Linked DNA regions of Pan troglodytes: region 2 is linked to region 1. A link is a contact called in public Hi-C data. All regions are on one chromosome and are shown on one strand. The core of a region is the stretch at or near the end of the contact, and the rest is flanking DNA. Distances in the headings are between cores, read along the strand shown. Region 1 holds the start of POLR3B (RNA polymerase III subunit B). Region 2 overlaps LOC129136551 (a long non-coding RNA gene).

Evidence for each region. Hi-C and Micro-C count contacts between places; a contact is called where the count stands out from the background.
Region 2: a Hi-C map of stem cell-derived neural progenitor cells shows a contact between it and region 1, with 4 times the contacts expected there. The contact joins the enhancer-like site here to the promoter of POLR3B in region 1. A contact is called at or near these places in 1 of 7 Hi-C or Micro-C datasets (stem cell-derived neural progenitor cells) and 1 of 1 datasets of contacts at active chromatin or transcription factors (stem cell-derived excitatory neurons).

The regions. Positions count from the first base shown.
Region 1 is chr10:113,171,417-113,174,116 of NHGRI_mPanTro3-v2.0_pri, reverse strand. It overlaps POLR3B (RNA polymerase III subunit B), which reads right to left and starts at 1,434. Exons shown (of 28, transcript XM_001161567.8): 1 at 1,182-1,434. The coding sequence starts at 1,253.
Region 2 is chr10:113,724,996-113,727,948 of NHGRI_mPanTro3-v2.0_pri, reverse strand. The region is part of intron 2 of LOC129136551 (a long non-coding RNA gene); the gene reads left to right. Among named protein-coding and RNA genes, the nearest start is that of TMEM263, 38 kb to the left of the region's middle. Within about 2 kb of position 1,293, at least 3 of the 24 cell types and tissues checked have an H3K27ac peak or open chromatin away from gene starts, as enhancers often do. A contact at or near this core is called in stem cell-derived neural progenitor cells, where this site is marked.

The DNA.
Region 1 (2,700 bases), core at 185-2,684:
GATCCTTCCACTTCAGCCTCCTGAGTTGCTGGGACAAGTGCACGCCACCACACCCAGCTAATTTTTGTATTATTTGTAGAAATAGGGTTTTGCCATGTCGCCCAAGCTGTTCTCAAACTCTTGAGCCCAAGTGATCCGCCCGCCTTGGCCTCCCAAACTACTGGTATTATAGGCCACCACGCCTAGCCAAGGAGGTTCTTATAATCCGATAGACTTACTGATCATGTCACTTTCCTGCTTAAACCCTTCAAAAGCTCTGCTCCAAGACAAAGTCCAATCTCTGTCAGATGTTTACTGAAACTTTTCATAATCAAGACCCTTACTTAACCCTGTCTTTTATCTCTTCTCCTCTATTTTTCTTCACTCTTAATACTACTGGATTTACTTTCCTTCCTCAAAAACATCCAATGGTCTTGCCGAGGAGGTTTCAAGTATCCTGTTCTCTCTCCCTGAAATCTCTCCTTTGCTATCTTCTCCGGCCACGTCTCCACTTCCCTATTCCACGTCAGTGTAGATTTTGAGGCTCAGAGAGGTTACAATATGTGCCTTATCAGATAACAAAATATGTCGACAGCCGCACTTCATTGGGCAGCTCGCTGTGGGGCAGCTGTCCTTAACTTCCGAGAAGCTGATGAAAGCTGTGGAGTCTCTCCCCCAGAAAACACACAGGCAAATTCTTTAGTAAATATTCAGGGCGTTTAAAATTCCCCTGCAACCCGAAGTGGAACTTCAGGTTAAAAGGAAAGATGACTAGCTTGGAATTCAGACGATCTGGTTTTACCCTCACAGCCGGCTGTGGTGCCTCATGCAAATGGCCTGAGCTCCCTGGCCCCCAGTGTCCTCTGTAAGACTGCAAACATGCAATACGTCCCCCACAGTAAGTGCGAGGGTCAGTCCTCCCCACGCACACCTATGCTGGAAGAGCTCCAACCCGAGAGCCAGCAGCGGGGCTTCTCGGCCCCCGCAGCGGCTGACAGCTCCTCTGGTATCAGCCTTCACTCGCGCACGCGGAGGCCGGCTCTGGAAAAAAGACTCGCACGCGCGACGCTCTGGGCATGCGCAGAAGCCCGGCGCATGCGCACAAACAGCCAGCCCGCCCCCTTGGCGGCCCGAGCACTCCGGGCAACGCCCCCTCAGGGCGCATCCTTGTTCCTGACGCTCCCTGCGTGCCTGGCACTGACCTCTACAGTCGGGATCGGCGCCGCCAGCTGCTCCGGAGTCAGGTTCCCAAACTCTTCCGCTAGCACGTCCATGCTGCTCACGAAGGAGGAAGAAACAGATAGAACCTCCGCGCCCGCCTTCCCTGCACCAAGCAAACTGCAAGACTCCCGGAGAACGGTGCGCGGAGGCCTAAACTGTCCCCGCCGTGCGTGTTAGCTAGAGACGCGGTAGAAAGGTTCCGCCTGCACCCTGCCCGAATCTGCGGTGGAACCCGGATGTGGCCGAGGCCTAGTAAGGAAAGTACGCCCTCTGGTGTAGCTCGGAGGTCTGGCGCAGGGAATCCTAAGCCCCAGCTGTCAGGTTTCTTGCCAATTCTCTGGTAATTGAGACCAGCAAAACATAGTGGTTGTCATTTTAAAAGTAATCCGAAGAAAAGTGTAAACGCATAATTTACGCAACTTGAACCACTGAGGCACAGAATTATTTAATGTAGTCCAAAATTCTATGCATTGTTTAGTATGGAAGAGCAGGAAACGTCCCAAATGCCTACTAATAGAAGATTGATTAAATAAATGATGGTACATGCGTGTAATGGAAGAGTGTTGAAAATTCTCAAAAGCACTCGATGGAAGATGTAGGAGTAAATACCCAGCGCATGGAGAAATTTAGTATGAAAAGATGACATTTACGTTAGTAGGGGAAGGATGGCCTGTCCAGTAAATAATATTTGAAAAGCTGATTACCCATTTGGGGAAAAAATACATGTAAGTGAATCTTTTGTGGGTTAAATATTGAAATGTTAACAAAAACTTAGAAGAAAATGTAAGTGCAGATATTCATAACATTGAGATGATGAAGACTTTCAAGACGGCAACAGTCAAATCATAAAGGATTTTATAATCTAAACACGATTTTATGATTCCACGGAAAATTTTTAATTTTCTGAACAGATTTTTTAAAATCACCAACAAATAGAATTAATAAAAAATAAATTGGCAGAAGACAAAGGGCTGGTCTCTCTAATTTAAAATGAGCTCATGCAAATCAACAGAAAGAGAAATCCTATTAGAAAAAACAAGGCAAAAATGCACCAATTAATGGGTACGGAGTTTCGGTTTGGGAAGATGCAAAAGTTCTGTAAATGGAGAATGGTGATGGTTGCACAACAGTGTGAATGTATTTAATGCTGCTGACCTGTACATCATTTTAAAGGGTTAAAATGCTAATTTTTATGTATATTTTACAACGATAAGAAAAGTTATGAAAATTTGTAAGTACATATATGCTTTCCAATTTCTCCCTCATAAAGGTAGAACCCTTGCACCAGGTTAATTATTCTTATTTACTAAAGAGCTACTTAAATTTCAGTACTTGTATTTTCTAAGTGTTGCACTGATATCTGAAATATGAGAAGAATGGAAAAAACACCAAAAGTAGAATCAACCCTGCCTTTGAAGTTCTTACAATTTACTTATTATAGAGACAAGATACAACTTGTGTCTCATCATTGTGCATTACCAGATTACAACCAATTTAGCA
Region 2 (2,953 bases), core at 44-2,543, 550 kb before region 1:
ATATATGTATACTCTCTCCCACTCAGAAAGCACTTAGGGGCTGTAGGATGTTTGCATATTCAATGAAGTTTTTGTGTTTTGAATAATAGCCCCCTGATGTCTTTCAAAATACTTGAGGAAAGCTAAATCCATGCAGCCCTAGTTGGACTGCTAGATGGCAGTAGCAGCACATGCTGTTTTTAGACTCTAGTCAGTCAATCTCATAGAGAGGAAGGGACCTTCAGGAGGAGCTGGTCTATACCCTTTCATAGACGGGAAGGCTGAGGACCCCAAAGGGAAGGGCACCAACTAAGGCAAGGTAACTAGTTAGCCAAACAACCTACAATTGGCTGAATTATATACAGGTTGCTGACTTTTATGATTTAATATTTGCATGAAAAGTTTCTTTATGGATACACTCAAAAACTATTTTAAATGTTTTTGTGTAAAATTGTTTTGGAAAACAAAAAAAACAAAAAGAAAAAAAGCAAACAAAAGAATGGAAAATGAGGTTAAAAGTAAATCTCTCTCCCACCCCACCTTAGATCTCCTCCCTGGAGGAGGAACTTGCTACCAAGTTTTTGAATAACTATTCAGAGATATATTTAATTAAGTACACACACAGAACTGCATATGCATACACACACTTGGCTATGGTGCATTCATAATATCTAAACTCTGTGTGTGTGTGTGTGTGTGTGTGTGTGTGAGATCAGATGGATATAATGCATATATGAAATACAAAATAATATGAACAAAAGCATGAAAGCCGTGGCCCCAGGAAAATATCTCCTTCACCTTCCCAGCCTCCACTAAAAAAAAAGAAGAAGAAAAAGTCTATAAAATAGTTTCCAAACTCTGGAGTGGCTTTATTTTATTTTATTATTATTATTATTTTTTTTTTTTTTACCATTTCTCTGTTGATTTAACAGATCAAAACTCTGCCAGTGGCACCCATAGTATCAATCTTGGTAAATCCTGCCTTCTGAAGCTCTCCCTGCCATAATTAAATTACTGTAAATACAATTAGAAGGTCCCTCTAGGTGGTCTGTGTGACACCAACCCCAAAGGAATTGTCTTGAGATATTTGAACCAAAAGTAAAGAGCAAAGTGGTGGAATCCCCTTAATCTTTGGGGCCAGTTCTTTGAGGATTTGTGGCCATGAAATAACAGGCAGTAGGTTTTAGGCAGAGCAAGCGGCACTTTCAGGAGTTATTTTTCTCAACCATCACTGGCCTTTAGGGTCAGCATGGGGGATCCGGTCTCCACTGCCAGCTTCCTGCCCTCCTCCTCCGCACTGCCCAGTAATTTGCAAATTCTGCTTCCAATCTGGAATAGCACAGTCTAGGGTAGTTAGTACTTTGCATCTAACACTTTTGCATAGTGTTGGGAGCTCTTGCTATGTGGTCCACGTGTGTTACTCAACAAGCTTAAACTTTGCATAGCCCATGCTAAACTAATTTGCGTCAATTTGTCTACATCATGCCAACAATCGTCCTGAGAGTCCTGAATAGAACATACAAGGCTACTGATAAAGGCCCTCAGCACAGATGCCGCCAGCCATTCTGCGGGGCCCCACTGTTGCTAGTTCTTCACCATGGTTTCTTCATATCCTAGTGACAATGTTAGTTTTTCCACTGTGGAGTTAAAACTTTTTTTTTTTTTGGTAACAAAAGGCAGTGCCTATACAACTGGCACTCCAACTGATTTTTTTTTTTTTTTAAGAAAGACACGGCTGAATTCTAGTCCTGGTGTTTCCTAACAACTTTTTTTTTTTTTTTTGCAAGTTTCAGAGAAAGCAAGTGGAGTTAAATTTTTTAGAAAGTGTTTGTGCAACAGTGACAAGATGCTTGTCTAACTGTCATTATGTTGGACTAAAACTTTAAGCCTAAAAACTCATTACTTTTTATGGAAAGATCTATTTTTCTAAGTAAGAACATAATTAACATTTAGGACCAAAGATAGCAGAAGCAATACGAGAAAACCAAAGTAATTTGTGCTATATGAACTCTAGGAAATAATCTCCTATTTAGGAGAAATTTCTATTTATTTTCAAAGCCAGATCTGGAAATACATTGATCCTGACAGTTTAGAGAAAGCACTAGAAAGCCTGGGGAGCTAATTTAACTGAATCGCTATAGGAAATTGTCCAGGCTGGAGTGCGGTGGCACAATCATGGCTCATTGCAGCCTTGAACTCCTGGGATTGAGCGATCCTCCCACCTCAGCCTCCTGAGTAGCTAGGACTACAGGCACATCCCACAATGCCTGGATAATTTCTTAATTTTTTGTTGACCTGGCTGTTCTCAAACTCCTGGCCTCAAGCAATCCTTCTGTCTCGGTCTCCCAAAGTGCTGGGATTACAGGTATGAGTGACCACACCCAGCCCATTTTTCTAAGGATCTAAAAACCATCCTGAGAAAACTGATAAATGTCCAAATGTTTACATGTAAGCGTTATGCCTATATGTCTAGGTAGGAGGAACTAATTAAAATGTATTCAATTAAATGGGTTGGAGGAAGGGAGATGAAGCAAGGTTGGGTACATTGATGGGTACAAACATACAGTTAGATAGAAGGAATAAGTTATGTTTGCTAGTATAGTCGGGTGACTATAGTTAACAACAGCGTGTTGTATTTTTCAAAATAACTGTAAGAGGCTGGGCACGGTGGCTCATGCCTGTAATCCCAACACTTTAGGAGGCCAAAGTGGGAGAATTGCATGAGGCCAGGAGTTCAAGACCAGCCTGGGCAACACAGTGAGACCCCATCTACAAAAAATTTAAAAATTAGCCGGACATGGTCGTGGGTCCCTGTAGTCCCAGCTACTCAGGAGACTGAGGCAGAAGGACTGCTTGAGCCCAGGAGCTTGAGGTTACAGTGAGCCACTGTATTTTAGCCTGTGTGACAGAGCAAGACCCTGTCTCAAAAAAAAAAAAAAAAGGACTTGAAATGTAGAACATATAGAAATGATAA